Linked DNA regions of Mus musculus: region 1 is linked to region 2. A link is a contact called in public Hi-C data. All regions are on one chromosome and are shown on one strand. The core of a region is the stretch at or near the end of the contact, and the rest is flanking DNA. Distances in the headings are between cores, read along the strand shown.

Evidence for each region. A called contact is a pair of places that touch in the nucleus more often than the background predicts.
Region 1: a Hi-C map of myocytes shows a contact between it and region 2, with 2.7 times the contacts expected there. The contact joins two enhancer-like sites. A contact is called at or near these places in 1 of 39 promoter capture datasets (the 3T3-L1 cell line), 1 of 15 datasets of contacts at CTCF or cohesin (the NIH/3T3 cell line) and 6 of 484 Hi-C or Micro-C datasets (cerebral cortex, cortical neurons, frontal cortex and 3 more).

What each region holds. Positions count from the first base shown.
Region 1 is chr7:111,365,399-111,372,530 of GRCm38.p6, forward strand. No RefSeq gene overlaps it. Among named protein-coding and RNA genes, the nearest start is that of Gm33145, 83 kb to the left of the region's middle. Within about 2 kb of position 2,038, at least 44 of the 459 cell types and tissues checked have an H3K27ac peak or open chromatin away from gene starts, as enhancers often do.
Region 2 is chr7:111,174,561-111,181,251 of GRCm38.p6, forward strand. No RefSeq gene overlaps it. Among named protein-coding and RNA genes, the nearest start is that of Gm33098, 32 kb to the right of the region's middle. Within about 2 kb of position 5,226, at least 101 of the 459 cell types and tissues checked have an H3K27ac peak or open chromatin away from gene starts, as enhancers often do.

The DNA.
Region 1 (7,132 bases), core at 788-3,287, 190 kb after region 2:
TTCTGGGCTCCTTCTTCCCAGGGATTTCATGCCCCCTGGTCGGGATGTGATCTCTGAGATATTTTTCATAAACCACAGACTGTACCGTAGCCCACATGGCTCATCGAGTGTTAGGGAGTTATGGGATAGATGCAGATATGATGAGAAACTCTAGATGCCCGAGGCAGCCCTTAAATTAACTCTGGGACATTTACCAAGGGCCTGCCATGTGCCAGCTGCTAAATGGTGCAACCTAAAGCTTAAGTCAGCTGCTTCTCTGTGAGGAAAATTCAGACGAGCCATTGAGAACTGTCTGGAAGCAGAGAATGAGTAGAGATGTGGAAGGCCATCTCATTTGCCTGTGTTTTATTATGGAGAAACCAAGCTCTGAGAAAGCAGGACCCTTGCACACAATCCATTCTTTGGGTTCTCTGACCCCCTGCTCCTGCTTTCTCAAAGGCTCTGCATCTCCACACACAGGGAAGCCAAAAGTTAGGTTCAGACCCCAGGGAACACATTTTTCTCAGATCCTTCAAAAGGTCAGAGAAGCTGTAAGTTTTTACATAGTGTGTGTTAATAGGCTATGGAGTTAGGCCCATGACCTTGGACCTCAGGAAATTATAGGCCTCTGACAGCCTCCTCTCTTTGAGTTAGTTTTGCTCACAGGCAAGCCAACAGAGCATCAACTGTGGACCAAAGGTGGAGCCATGCTACCTGAATCCAGTTTCTGGAGAGAGGGCCATGTAATTGACCTCAGGGTCTTGAGGTCCAATGTCCCATCTGAGAAATGGGATAATAGCACTTTAAGCCAACCCACATCAATCTCTGTTACAAGCCTGCTTAGTGCCATGCCATGGCTTAGTAGCCATAGAGACCACCAAAGCTGAACAGTACACATTTCATGTAGTTCAAATAACTCCAGACTCCATGGCTTTGCACTCACAGGAATGCATCCTCAAGAAGTCATCTTTTAGTTTTCTTCTGGTGGCAAGTTTAGGAAAATGGAAAAGTCTTTGGAATTACCTCCTCAGCCACTTTAGGCTCTTGGTTTCCAAGATGATGCTTCTGGGGACTCACTTCTCTCGGTGCTCACATTTCACAGGATCTGCTGGTATTCGTGACTACTCATCAAGGTGAGTCCCATCCAACAGGGTCTCTCTTCTGGCTTTGAAAGGGTAACCACTTGGCTGCAGTGCTCATTCTGGGCATGCATGGGAGCTGGGTGGGGCTTGGTGGGCCTCTGGAACATGTCTAGTTTCCTAGTCGACAGGACTGCTTGTTTCCCTTTCCTTCCCCCTGCATCCACAGTCCAGCAGCCATGGCTCCTCCCATGATGCTTTCTGGGCACTTGCCACAAGAACTGAGACTGCTCTACAGTAGAATTCCACGAAGAACCTTGACTTTGTACCAGCTTCGGCTCAAGGTATAGATCTCACTGTAGAAAGGGGGCCTTGTGAGGTCACCACAGAGACCCTCTAGAGTACGGCCAGGCTAACGTGCACTTCTGAGGCCTTGGGCGACTCCATACTCATCCCTCACTAGATCTGATTCCTCATTTGCATAATGAAACACTAAGGTGCCCCTTTCTCTGATCTAGTGCAGTCAAATAAAAATATTGATATTGCCAGGAATGTATGTGCCGAAGTCCATGTGATAAGGGCTTGGTCCTCAACATGGTGCCTTTGGGAGATCATGGAACTTTAAGGGGTGGTGTCCAGTGGGACATCCTTAGGTCATTGGGAGTGTACTCTGGAATAGGATGCTGGGATTCCAGCCCCGCCCTTCTCTAGTTTTCTTTGGCTTCCCAGCTGTGGTGTTTTCTGCTCCCATATACTCCCACCACAATTTACTACTTTGCCCCAGGCCCAGGGTGACAGGGACAATCAATCATATCCTAAAGCTTCCAGAACTATTAACCTAAATAAACTTTTTCTCTCTGTAAGTTGGTTACTTCAGGCAATTCCTTATGTGATGGAATGCTGACTAATACAGATGGGTGAAGACAGAGGTCTTTGAAACAGATGAAGCTGTCATGAGTGGAGCCCTCTTATTGGCTAAGGTTTTGTTCTGTTGGCATCTGGTATGAGAAGATGACTTAGTCAGCAGCCATTTGGCTCCAGGAATAGAAACAGCCGGAACTCCACTTAAGAGCTGGAAGATGGGGGATTTTCAAGCTTCTAATTGCAGGGAATTACGACCAAGGTGGATTCTCAGAGACTGAGTCATCAGTAAGTCTTCTTCTTGGCCTCTCTTGGCTGCATCTCTGAGCCCAGCTCTTTCCCCAAGTTCATGGCAGTTCTACTGTCACAGTTATTCCCGGTGTGGCCTGCCTGGCAGTGGCTGCAGCTTGATCCGCACTTCTCACCATCACCGTACAACTTACCAGTCTCGGTAGCCTCAGGCCCACCGTGGGAGAGGTGTCCTCCTTAGCTTTCTCTGGGATATGCTACATGAGAGTACTATTCTATGGGACCTAGGCCTGAGTCAGTAAGGTATACAGGTAAGCTAGCTACTACTTCCTGGGATTCAGTGAACATCCCAGTGTTTCAATTGCTGTGAGTCAAGTGTGTCTTGGGGTCCTAGTTATAGTGCAAGGTGACACAGAGACTCAATGACAACACAGGGCTAAAATGTGGTCCTCTAAACTCATAGCATAAGATCTTCCCAGAGCATCACTATGGTCTTTCTCTTGTTCAAACACAGAGAAGAACTGGCCTTTGATGGATATGCTCTACCACTGAGTTGCAGAAAACAAAATGACATAACATTACAGCCATGCAGAATGTATTGTAATAAGCCTGGGGAGGCAGAAAGGAGCATTCATAGATTGACCATCAGCTGCTAGATCTCCTCAGGACACATTTTGGATTCCTTCCCTTGCCTTATGACTACATCTCCAAATACAGCAAGAGAATGTATGTGCTCTGTCCTGTATCCACACCCTCCCAACTGTACCAGAATAAAAGAACACAAGAGAAACAAGGCTAGGCCCTACGACTGCAGTAAATAAACAGGCAAGATTTCTGCCATGAGGAATCTAAGGACAGACAAAGTCATTTTTTGATTTGCTGTGACAAGAAGCTGTGGGAGTACATACAGACCTGGCCTGGCTCCCAGGAAGACCCTGGCAAGGCCTGAGAATGAATTGTGCCCACTGCTGGGGTTTCTGAATGTGCCTAGAGTTATGTTTTCCTTGTGGCTTTTCTCCTGGGCTCCCATAGCTACAGGTAATATGATCACATCCATGCCACAGATCAGGAACTGAGTAGAAGTTTGTATGCATTAGCTCATGTTACATGGTTTGAGAAACAGCGTTACAGTCTGTCTGTCACACAGAACATCACTGGGGACTTGTGTCAGTGGACATACAACCATGTGACAACTGATAAGTTGGCAGTGTTACTCAACAGCAGCTGGAGGCTGGGAGAAGGAGCAGCCAAGAGCAGGAGGTGGTCTGGGGCCTTGGAGGGCCATGTAAAGACTCATGGGTCAGGTTAACAGTTTGCTCCATAGTGCCAAAGAGATGGCTCAGTCTTTAAATTGACTGACATACATGCTTGTGGACAAGTTTGGATCCCAACATCCATATAAAAGCAAGGTGAGGTGGCATGACTCCAGTGCTGGAGAGGCGAATGGAGACAGGCAGATCCTTGGAACAACACTGACTAGCCAGGTTACTAGGCAACTTGATAAACTCCAGGTTCAATAAAAGGCCCCTGTCTGTCTCAAAAAATAAGAAGGAGCCAGAGAGATTTCTCGGTGTTTCAAGCACTTGCTGTCTAAGCATGAGGACCAGAATTTAGACCCCAGGTAAATCTGTATGAATGACAGGGGTGTATGGTGACTTGCCTATAATTCCAGCCTTGCAAAGTGGAGACAGGGGATCATCAGAGCAAGCTAGCTTGGGAAACAAGCCCTGCTGGAGAACTCTGGATGTAATTGAGAGCCATATCTTCAGTGATTAAGGTGGAAGCCACTGAGGACAATTCCCAGTGTCAACCTTGAGTATCTGCATCCATGCACACATACATACGCACATATCCACACACATGCAAAAACACGTATGGACATAGTCACAAAGACACACACTAGTCTTTAAATTTGATAGGTAGAAAGACACTAAAGGAATTTAAGGACAGGCAACATATGATCATAAATGTGTATTTTTAAAAGACCATTCTGTTTATGGGATGGCACACAGATTGGAAGGGGGCAGGAGGAGATTTGAGAAGACAAAATTCGAGGCCACTGTCTGGGCTCCGAGGATGACAATGATGATGATGATGATGATGATGATGATGATGATGTGTGTGTGTGTGTGTGTGTGTGTGTGTGTGTGTGTGTGTGTGTGTATGTGTGTGTGTGTGTATAAGGGGAGCCCTGAAGACAGAGAATTACAGATGGAGACCTGAAGTTCTTCATTTTCATTTATAACTTTTAGAGGATAATTTTACTTTGAGGATGTTTGAGAATAGTGGTGTGTAAGAGGTGGTAGAATGGCAGGGTGTCAGCTACCCATTGAGTCTTCTGCTACTTGTAGATGTTACAAGGCCAAGAAATTAGCAGCTGGGGCTGAAGTGAACCCCTCTAGTGTGGAGGGAATGGGGTTTCTAGCAGCTGTCCTAGGGGTGGGGCTGTACGGTGGCTCTCTCAGCTCACCTCTCAGAGAATTCAAATGACTCTTACTACTTCCCAGGAATTTGTGTCCTTTGAACCCAGGTTCTTTAAGGGTGTCTGAGCACATCCTGGGGAAGAAATTAGTTGAACCACAGATCATAGCAAAGCTATGAGGATTCTTACTGCAGGCCCCGTAGCTGCATGGAGATGTGGAAATGGGAATCAGGGCTGCTACAATGCAGGGAGCTTCTAGAAAGGGGCAGAATTTTCCTATTACCCTACACAGAAAGTCTTGTGGCCATTTCTGTGCACTTGCCCAGATGACAACATGCTGGGCAGGCATACTGGGTATTGTGCCTATGCTGTCTCTCTCATGGCAATCAAACTTACGGCTGCCAGGAGTGGTGACTGCAGAGGCCTCGAGGCTCTAGAAATGACTCTTGTGCCTTGCTGTTTGCCCAAGGTCATATGCTCTTTCTGAGGCAGCCTTGGCAGCTTTGTAGGCCATGCTGGCTCCACTGTGCCACACTGTACTAGATCCTACTGTAGCTGCCTCTCAGTTCAGCTAAGCACTCTGCCCAAGGACATGCCCCCAGGCCCCTGGATTGCAAAGCTCTGTAAGAGTCACTTCCCAGGAAATCTCACCCAGGACACTTTGTAATGTGTCAGTGCATTTTGTCAATATACAATAGTTCCATTTCTGCCTGTTTCCAGTTGGGTCCCAGAGGGACTTCTTGAGACTGGAGGTAAAAGGGAAGTGGTGGCAGGCTTCCAGCATGCTGACATACTCACTGAGCCGTTGGCTCATTTTCTTGCTGTACACGTATTTAGCTCAGTGCCAGGGGGCCTGCCCTCCTGAGGCCCAGGCCTTCACTAAGGACAGGCTCAGAAAGCACAGCTGGGTTCCAGACTACAAGATTACCCTGTAGACTTCAAGTTTAGGCATCAGACTCAGAGGCTACCTTACAGGGACCACTTAACCAGTCCCATGACAGATGGATAAATTTCCTGGAAAAAAAACCCAAAACCTAAGATATCTTTCATATATCTCTCTGTATTTTCTTCCCTTCTTGCCTCTTTCGAGCCCAGCAAGAAAGGAGCAGCCAGGCAAAGGGAGGAGTCCTTCCTTTCTCTTGTTCTTCTCTGGCTCAACATTGAATTAAAGGAAAGCTGAAGATTCTGCACAGACTACTACAGAAACAGAAGGTGTCAGGGTTAGTGGTGCAATGGAGGCTTCAGGACAATCTCTGCCCTTTAAAGACTTGTACATTGTTAGTATGTCCATCCTGATGTTATGTGGGAAACCAAACCATCTCTGCCACCAATGAATGTGAAGTTGATAGAAAGGCCTAGAGCAATAGTCAGGAACCATGTTAAGTGAGACCTTGCCCCAGCTCCTCTGGGCTCAGGGCTTCACTGGTGGCTGTCCCTCTGCAGATCTACCTAAGCACAGTGGACCCGGTGTTGTGTGGAGCAGAGGGTCTTAACTGCATGGAGGGTGATCAAGGTTGACAAGATGAGGAAATCTTTCTGCAGGCTCCCCTATCTACCTGCATGTTTACAGACTTTGCTAGGCCCCAAGATAGCCCTTCCCCAACCTCTAGAACTTTTGAATGTTCTATCCATTCCATTCTTTGTGGACATGGCTCAGTTAAGGATTGTATTAGGCAGGGTTCTCTTGAGGACTAGAACTGATAGAATGCCTGTATGTTAATAACAAGGATTTACTGGAATGGCTTCTGGCTTCCAAAACAGAGAGAACTGTTTCTCTTGATCTAAAGGCACCTGTTCCATGGCTTGTGAGTCTGCTGCATAGATCTTTATGTGCACACAGCAATCAATACCTCTGGTAGCGCTAAAGGTGGGGCCTTCAGGGAATGGGGTGGGAAGAGTAGTCCCTGGTGGACACAGAGTGTGTAGGACTTCTTGTAGGTGGCTGGAAAGAAGGACAGGAATTCAGACACAAAGAAGGCGATAGTTGGAGGACAGAGCCAAACATACCTGTGTGTGTAGCCTGGCACAGCTTCTCACTTGCTCTTTGATTCATGAAACCCTTTGAGCTTCCTCTTCTGAGAGATCAAATACCATATACTGTATACCTGTTGAGAGAATTTAATGAGCAAGGTCAAGCTAAAAATATCCTGTTGAATTCTAGCACCGTTAAATACCAAGCAGGTAATACCATGAGAAGAGGCAGGGTAATTTGAGTGTGGATCTAGCAACTCTGGCTTTCCAGAGAGCAGACCCCTGAGATCTGACTGCTAATCCACACTGCCTTTCACCAGATTGTCAGGGCAGCACTCAAGATCATATCTGTGGGCGTCAGAAATGGTGCTCAGGAATCAGAGTAGGTTTGCCTGGAGGAGGGTAGCAGGAGCCAGGTAGGTTCTGGGGACCAGTCACACAGGGTCTCAGGAGACCAGGCAGCAGTACCAGTCACTGAATTTGCTGAGTTTGGTTGAAAATGAAGCTGTGGGCTCCCTGGTTCAGAAAGCATTAAAAACTTCTAGGCAAGAAGAGCAAAGGAGCAAGTGAG
Region 2 (6,691 bases), core at 3,976-6,475:
TGCTGCTAGGCTAGCACCAGTTCCAGCTGTCTGCAATCCTGTGTGCCTGATAATCTCAGTGCATAGTGCTATAGCTCGGAAATGAATGGCCGTGAGCTGCAGGCTTCCAGAGCGCAGAGGCTGCAGGCTTGGACACTGGAGTCAGACACAGATGGGTCATTTTGCTCAGCCTCTGACTATTTTTGTGATCTCAACCCAGTCACTTGATCTTTGAGCTTCTGTTTCCTCATATATATATAAAATGGCTGTCATAAAGTCTACTTTATTTGACTATCAAGGGAATGAAATCAGATAACGCCTATAAAATGTCCAGCTATGTCCCTGGCACATACTGAGTGATCAGTAAACAGGCTTGTCTGGGACTGTGTGTGTCACCAGCTGCAATGCTTTAGAATCCAGGTGGTGGGAGGGAGGGCACATATCATGCGTGTGTGGGTATTGTGAAAGGAGGTTTTATGTAGCCCAGGCTGGCCTTAACTTGCTATACAGTCAGCACTGGCGTTGGACTTCTTTTTTTTTTTTTTTCTGTTTTGTTTTCTTTTCTTTTTAAAATTAGGTATTTTCTTCATTTACATTTCAAATGCTACCCCAAAAGTCCCCCAGGCCCCCCCACCCCCTACCCACCCACTCCCACTTCTTGGCCCTGGTGTTCCCCCATACTGAGGCATATAAAGTTTGCAAGACCAAGGGACCTCTCTTCCCAATGATGGCCGACTAGGTCATCTTTTGATACATATGCAGCTAGAGTCAAGAGCTCCGGGATACTGGTTAGTTCATATTGTTGTTCCCCCTATAGGGTTGCAGACCCTTCAGCTCCTTGGGTGCTTTCTCTAGGGCGTTGGACTTCTGATCCTCTTGCTTCTACTACCCCAAACACTGGAATTACAGATTCTCATCATGACTTCTGGAGTATGTGGTGTTGAGGGATACAGATTTTTTTTTTTCACATCAAGTAGGCATCTTACTAAGTAAGCTGTATCCCCTGCTCACATGTCTCTGTTTTTAGAGGTGGTAGAATTGTGGATTCTGGGCTCCAGAGCCTGCCATTATAGTGATTGGTATCCACCGTTAACCCTATGGTCATGTGGACACTAAGTCATGAGCAAAAGGCTTGGAGGACTGAGTGAGGCACAGGAATCAGGTGAGGTCAGGGCTAGGATGAGGTCACACGGAGCCAGTGAGATAGCTGGCTGGATTCTCAGGATACAAGCTATGGCTGAATTCCTAGAAGTTATGGGATGGGAGAACTTCCTCTGGGTCTCCTCTGGTCCTCAGCTTGGTGGAGTTTCCTCATCCATCAAAGCTTGCTTCTGCTCTGTGGGGAAGAGTCCTCTCAGCCAAGGGACTTTATGGGAGCCATCATGACCGTGAAATTTGACTCAGGCAAGACGAACCACTGGGTGAATTTTATTGTGAGTCCTGTATGCCAGGAACTCCTAGAATATGTTTTGCGAGAAAGCCCCAGAGTGTGGAGACAGGAGCCAGGCTCAACCCTGTCAGGCAGGAGGTAGGTCAATGACGCCATCTGGGGAATTTCAGCTGCTCAGAGTGGACTGGCAGTGCTGTGGGTGGTGACTGAATTTTACCCTTGGTTATCAGTCATTCGCTTGACAAACATTCATTTCTCCTCTTTGCTTTCTTCCTAGGTGAAGCCGTGGCAGAGTGAGGGTATGGGTCTGGACTTATGCTACATCAGGAACACGATGTGCTTCCACATAGCCTTGGTCATCTCTTTGGCTTCCATCCATGTGTATGAACACAGGGGGTTTGCCGACTTTCTAAGATTCCCCAGAGCGGCTGCGTGTGTGTGTGTTTTCACATTCACAAGTGCATATCAAGTGCACGTGCACATATTTTCAGGTGCGATTGCATTTGAGTGTGGAGGTTGGAGGACAATGTCTTTGTATGCATGAGATCAGAGGAAGAGGCCAGGTGTCTCTTTTTGTCACTCTCTGCTTCATTATTTTTGAGGCAAGGTCTCTCATTGAGTCTTGAGCTAGGCCTGAAAACTCCAGAGAATCTTCTGGTCTCTGCATACCCCTGCCTTTTTGCTGCAACCCTGGGGTTATTGGCACATGGTGGCCATGCTCCTTTTAAGTAGGATTTTGGGATAATGAACTCGGTCTTCATGCTTCTAAGGCACAGACTTGACCGACTGAGCTAACTGACCAGTCCGTAGATGTGCCTTTGAGAAAGTCGAGGTTCCCTGAACAGGCATGGAGTACAGAGGCTGACCATGAGCACTTGGGAGAACTTTCTGGTTGCTCCTTTGCTCAACACCCCTGAGCTCTGTCTGGCCCTCAGAAGATGAAGTGCCTCACTTGTAGCTTCAGAAGGGGTTGAAGGTTGCAGCAACAGGACTTTTACACATGTAACAATTGCAGAACGAGTCAGTGTTTTCTGCTGTCTGTGGAACTCTGGGAAGGACACAGGGCTGGAGGAGATGGAAGGCAACCCTAGCCCTTCTTTCTCTAGGAGCCTGCAAGACGTGGCGGTGCTGAGCTCTGAGCTCAGGATCTATGGGGTCACAGTCAGTGCTGCTGTTTGCCTGTCAGGTGACTTCCCTGCCTGGTGGATGAGTCAGGGATGTTGCTTCCTTACATATAGAAGAGGCTATCCATAGCATCAGTTCCAGCTCCCACATTCCAGGGGTCAGAGTTCGCTGTTAGAATCATTCCAGATTCTAGAAGCTGAGTACAGATCAAGTGAGCATTCCTCTGGGGCCTCTGAACAAGGAGTCCCAGACAATTGGCACTAGATGGCCAAAACCTAGGGAGTGGGCTGTCACTGGAGTTTCAGAGTTGCCACTAGTTTTTAATGTGAAAATCTTTGACAGCTAGTTTCCTCTGGTAGGAAATTACTTTATTAAATCAATGAACTTCAGAACTTGCTAGTGAACGTCTAGCTCCCATTTTCAACACTATCAGTAATGATAAAAAGAACACCAACTGCCTATCTAGTATGCAGGACTTGCAAAGCACTTCACATTGTGCTCAGGCCACTTCCTCAGACACCCCATAGGCCTATCTCTGTCCCTAGATGAGAAGATTGAGGTTCAGGGACTTTCCCAAGTTTTATTAATTTTATTTTAATAAGTAGATGCTGAGATATGAATTGGTTCAGTCTGACATCTAAGTCATGCTTTTTTTTTCCCCATTTGCCATTTAGTACAGGCTGACTTGTAACTCTCTATGTAGCCCAGGCTAGCCTCAAACTCAGGTACCTCCCTTCATAGCCTGTTACAGGTATGAGCCACCACGCCAGCTTTCTTATTGCATGTTTAGAAGTAACAGTGCTTTGTAGTTCTTCTGATTGTACCATTACAGGTACTGAGCTTAGAGGCAAAAAAATCCCGAAGGATTCTGAGAAAGCTTTATTGACAAGAGGGAACTTTATTTGGCTTCCTAAGAATGTGGGCTAAAAAATATCCGGAGATCACACCCAGGGGAAGAGGAGAGTCCTTTGAGGCAGGAGTATACCTCAAATGTTCTCAGAACACAAGTACCTGGGGAACAAGAACATTTGGGAGGGAGACTTGGGTGTGGGGACACCTGGTAAGGACACACGACACTCCATGAAAGCAAGTCCCTGGCTGTATCCTCTCAGTAAAGAAGGAAATGAACAGCATCTATAGGATATTAGCTTGTTTCTGCTACATAAATGGAGTCATTCAGACAGAAATTTCACTGAGGAAAACACAGCGGTTTTGATAGAGCAGCTGCAAGCCATCAGCTAATCTAACATTTGCTTGCTTACTAACAGAGCTGCCTCTGACACTGCCCAGGTAAGTGGTACTGTAGTGACTGGTAGAACTGGAAAGAGTCAGCAACTGAGCAGCTCTATAGGCTAGCTCTGTAGTGGCTAGCTTAGCTGGTAGCAATTGAGCAGCTCTGTAGGCTAGCTCTGTAGTGGCTAGCTTAGCTGGTAGCAATTGAGCAGTTCTGTAGGCTAGCTCTGCAGAGGTTAGCTTAGCTGGTAGAGTACTTGCCTAGTGCACACACACAAGACCCTGGGTTCAATAACCTAGTACCAGGGAAAAAAGCCAGGTTCCAGATCTAGCCTCTGTTATTCATGGAAAGAAAGCAAAAGTGATGTCTTATCACGAAACTGGAAATTCAGGCTAGGGATGTAGTTCAGCCTGTAGAGTGCTTGTGCAGTGTACACAGAGTCCTGGGACTGAGTCTCTTGTGCCACATAACCTAGGTGTGGTGGCTCATGACTGGAATCTCAGCACTCGAGAGACACAGGAAGGCCAATCAGAAATTCTAGGCCAGCCTGGGCTACATAGTGAGTTTCAGGCTAGTTTGGGCTACATGAGCCCTTTTAAAGGTTGATTGAATATTAGAATGAAATAGTGGGCTGACAGTATATATAAGCCCATCATCTGTCATGCTGGGATGCTGGGGAAAATTCTGAGTTAAATATTAACTGAACTACTTACTCAGAAATGTAGTTTTTTTTTTTAAAAAGAAAACCATTTATTTGTGTATTTATTTATTTGAGTATTTATATTTATTTGTGTATTTACATTTTGTACAACGGAGTATTTTTCCCTGCTTGTTTGCATGTGTATATGCCTGGTACTTGACAAAGCCAGAAGAGGGTGCCAGATGTGGGCACTGAGAACTGAACCTGGGTCCTCCAAAAGAGCAGCAATTGCTCTAGACTGCTTAGCCATCTCTCCAGTGTTGATCCCCATCCTTGGCCCCCCCAAACCAAACCTGGTTTTACTATGTAGTTGTGGTGGGACTAGAACTCAGAGAAATCCTCCTGTCTCTCTCTCCCTAGTGTTGGAATTAAAGGCACATGTTACCATGCCAGACAAATGACCCATTTCTGTGAATCCCTCTATTTTATCTACCACTTTACAGCTTAGTGTTTCTTTCCCACCAGCTCCTGGAAGACAGAGATTACATGTCTGGCACACAGAGTAATCGCATTTAAGATTCAAGGGAAATAAAAATGGGAGTAAACTCTGATAAGGTACGGGTGCTGGGCCTCTTCTGGAACCCACCCCCAGGGCTCACAGAGAGCATCCTGTGTTGTGTTCATTCCTGATAGCGTCAAGATGGAGGCGAGGGGCCCAGAGAGCTTGGGGACATGTCCCCTAGGGAGGGGAGGGCTCTGATGCTGGTAGTAGGAGGCCTGGAGGCTGTAATGAGGCCTCTAGAGGTCCAAGGAAAGGGCCCCAAGGTCTGCTGGGTCTGACGCAAGCTCCCAAGAGCAGGGCAGTCAGCTGACCTCCTTTGGAGAGAGGCCAAGGCTGGCTGCACGGAAGAGAGAGTGGGAGGTCTGGGAAGGCAGAGAGGGGAAAAACTAGAGAGGCCAGGGGTAGAATGGAGGGAGGAGGTGAGAGAGAAAGGGAGAGGGGACCTGGGCAGAGGGCTGGGGAGGAGGGGACAAGTAGGAAGAAGAATGGGAAGGGAGTGAAGAGAAGAATCAAGAGCAGGACCAGAGGCACTGAGGGAGCAGGCAGAGATGTGAGGAGAGGCTTGGCCCAGTCCCAGAAAAGAGATGGCTCCAGAGGCCTGGCAACTCCTTCAGCTAATACCACATGGAGGGGCCAGGAGTGGGGTGGGGAGGGTGTTCTCTGTTGCATGGTGAGCATCAGGGTAGGGGCTTCAGGGCTTGACCACTAGGTGGCTGGATTTGAGGAAGGGGATATAGGCCTTGGTGAAGGAGAGGCAGGAGACACGGGGGTTGGGGGTGGGGTGGGGGGAATCGAGAGCAGAGCCAGAGGAGAGGGTGCTTGTGGCTGGGTTCTAGCTGAGAACAGATGGAAAGAGGCATATTTGCTTGCCTTCTTTATTCATATGCTTACTGAGAGGCTACAATATTTTGTACCCTGAGCTAGCCCTCCAGGGCCCCGGCATTAGCACTGTGTCTGTCTCCTGCTCTGAGCAGACCTGCTGATAGAAAGACTTCCCAGCAGCATAGGGCTTAGCTGTGTCTTCTTCACTGCCCGTGTCTTGGTTTGCTTGTCTGTAACATCAAGTTTAGTAGGAAAACCCTTCGGTAGGTCTTATTTAGAGGGTTAATGAAGTGGTTTGTAGAAAGCTAATTGCTCACTGGTATGGAGGGACCATCCTGAAAGGGTTTTCCTTGCAACGTCTGAGCAACTGGGTTGTGAAGGAGGAGGAGGTGTTTGCAGAGCAGGAGCTGAACCTTCTGGGCTGAGGAGGTGGAAACGGCAAGGAGGAGTTTAGGGGAGACTGTTGGGGTGATTGTGGCAGAGGCTGGTTTTGTGTAAGCTTGGGACTGTGGGCAAAGCTCACTAAACACTCAGCTTCTGGGGTTTCCTTAGACCTGCTTGGGCCTCTGCACAAAGCCCAAGTGATAGATAAGGAGGAGACGGTGTGTGTGTGTGTGTGTGTGTGTGTGTGTGTGTGTGTGTGCTTTGTTTAACTCCTCAGAGATTTCTGATGAAGTTGTTCCCACTTGATCCATAGACTTGTCCTAGTTTAGGCCTTCTGGTGGTCAGCTGGATGGATGGCAATAAACAGCTTTATCAGTGTGCAGCCTTTAATTTGACCCTTCTATATCACCTTGGCCAAAGGACACTCCCTCTGGGACACCTTCCCTGATGGCACAGGTCTGTCCCTACTGTAGCTGACCATTGCACTATTCTTACACTGAGAAAACCTGGAAAGCCGTCACAGTTGGTGGCTCACGAGCCTTATTTCTCCCTGTG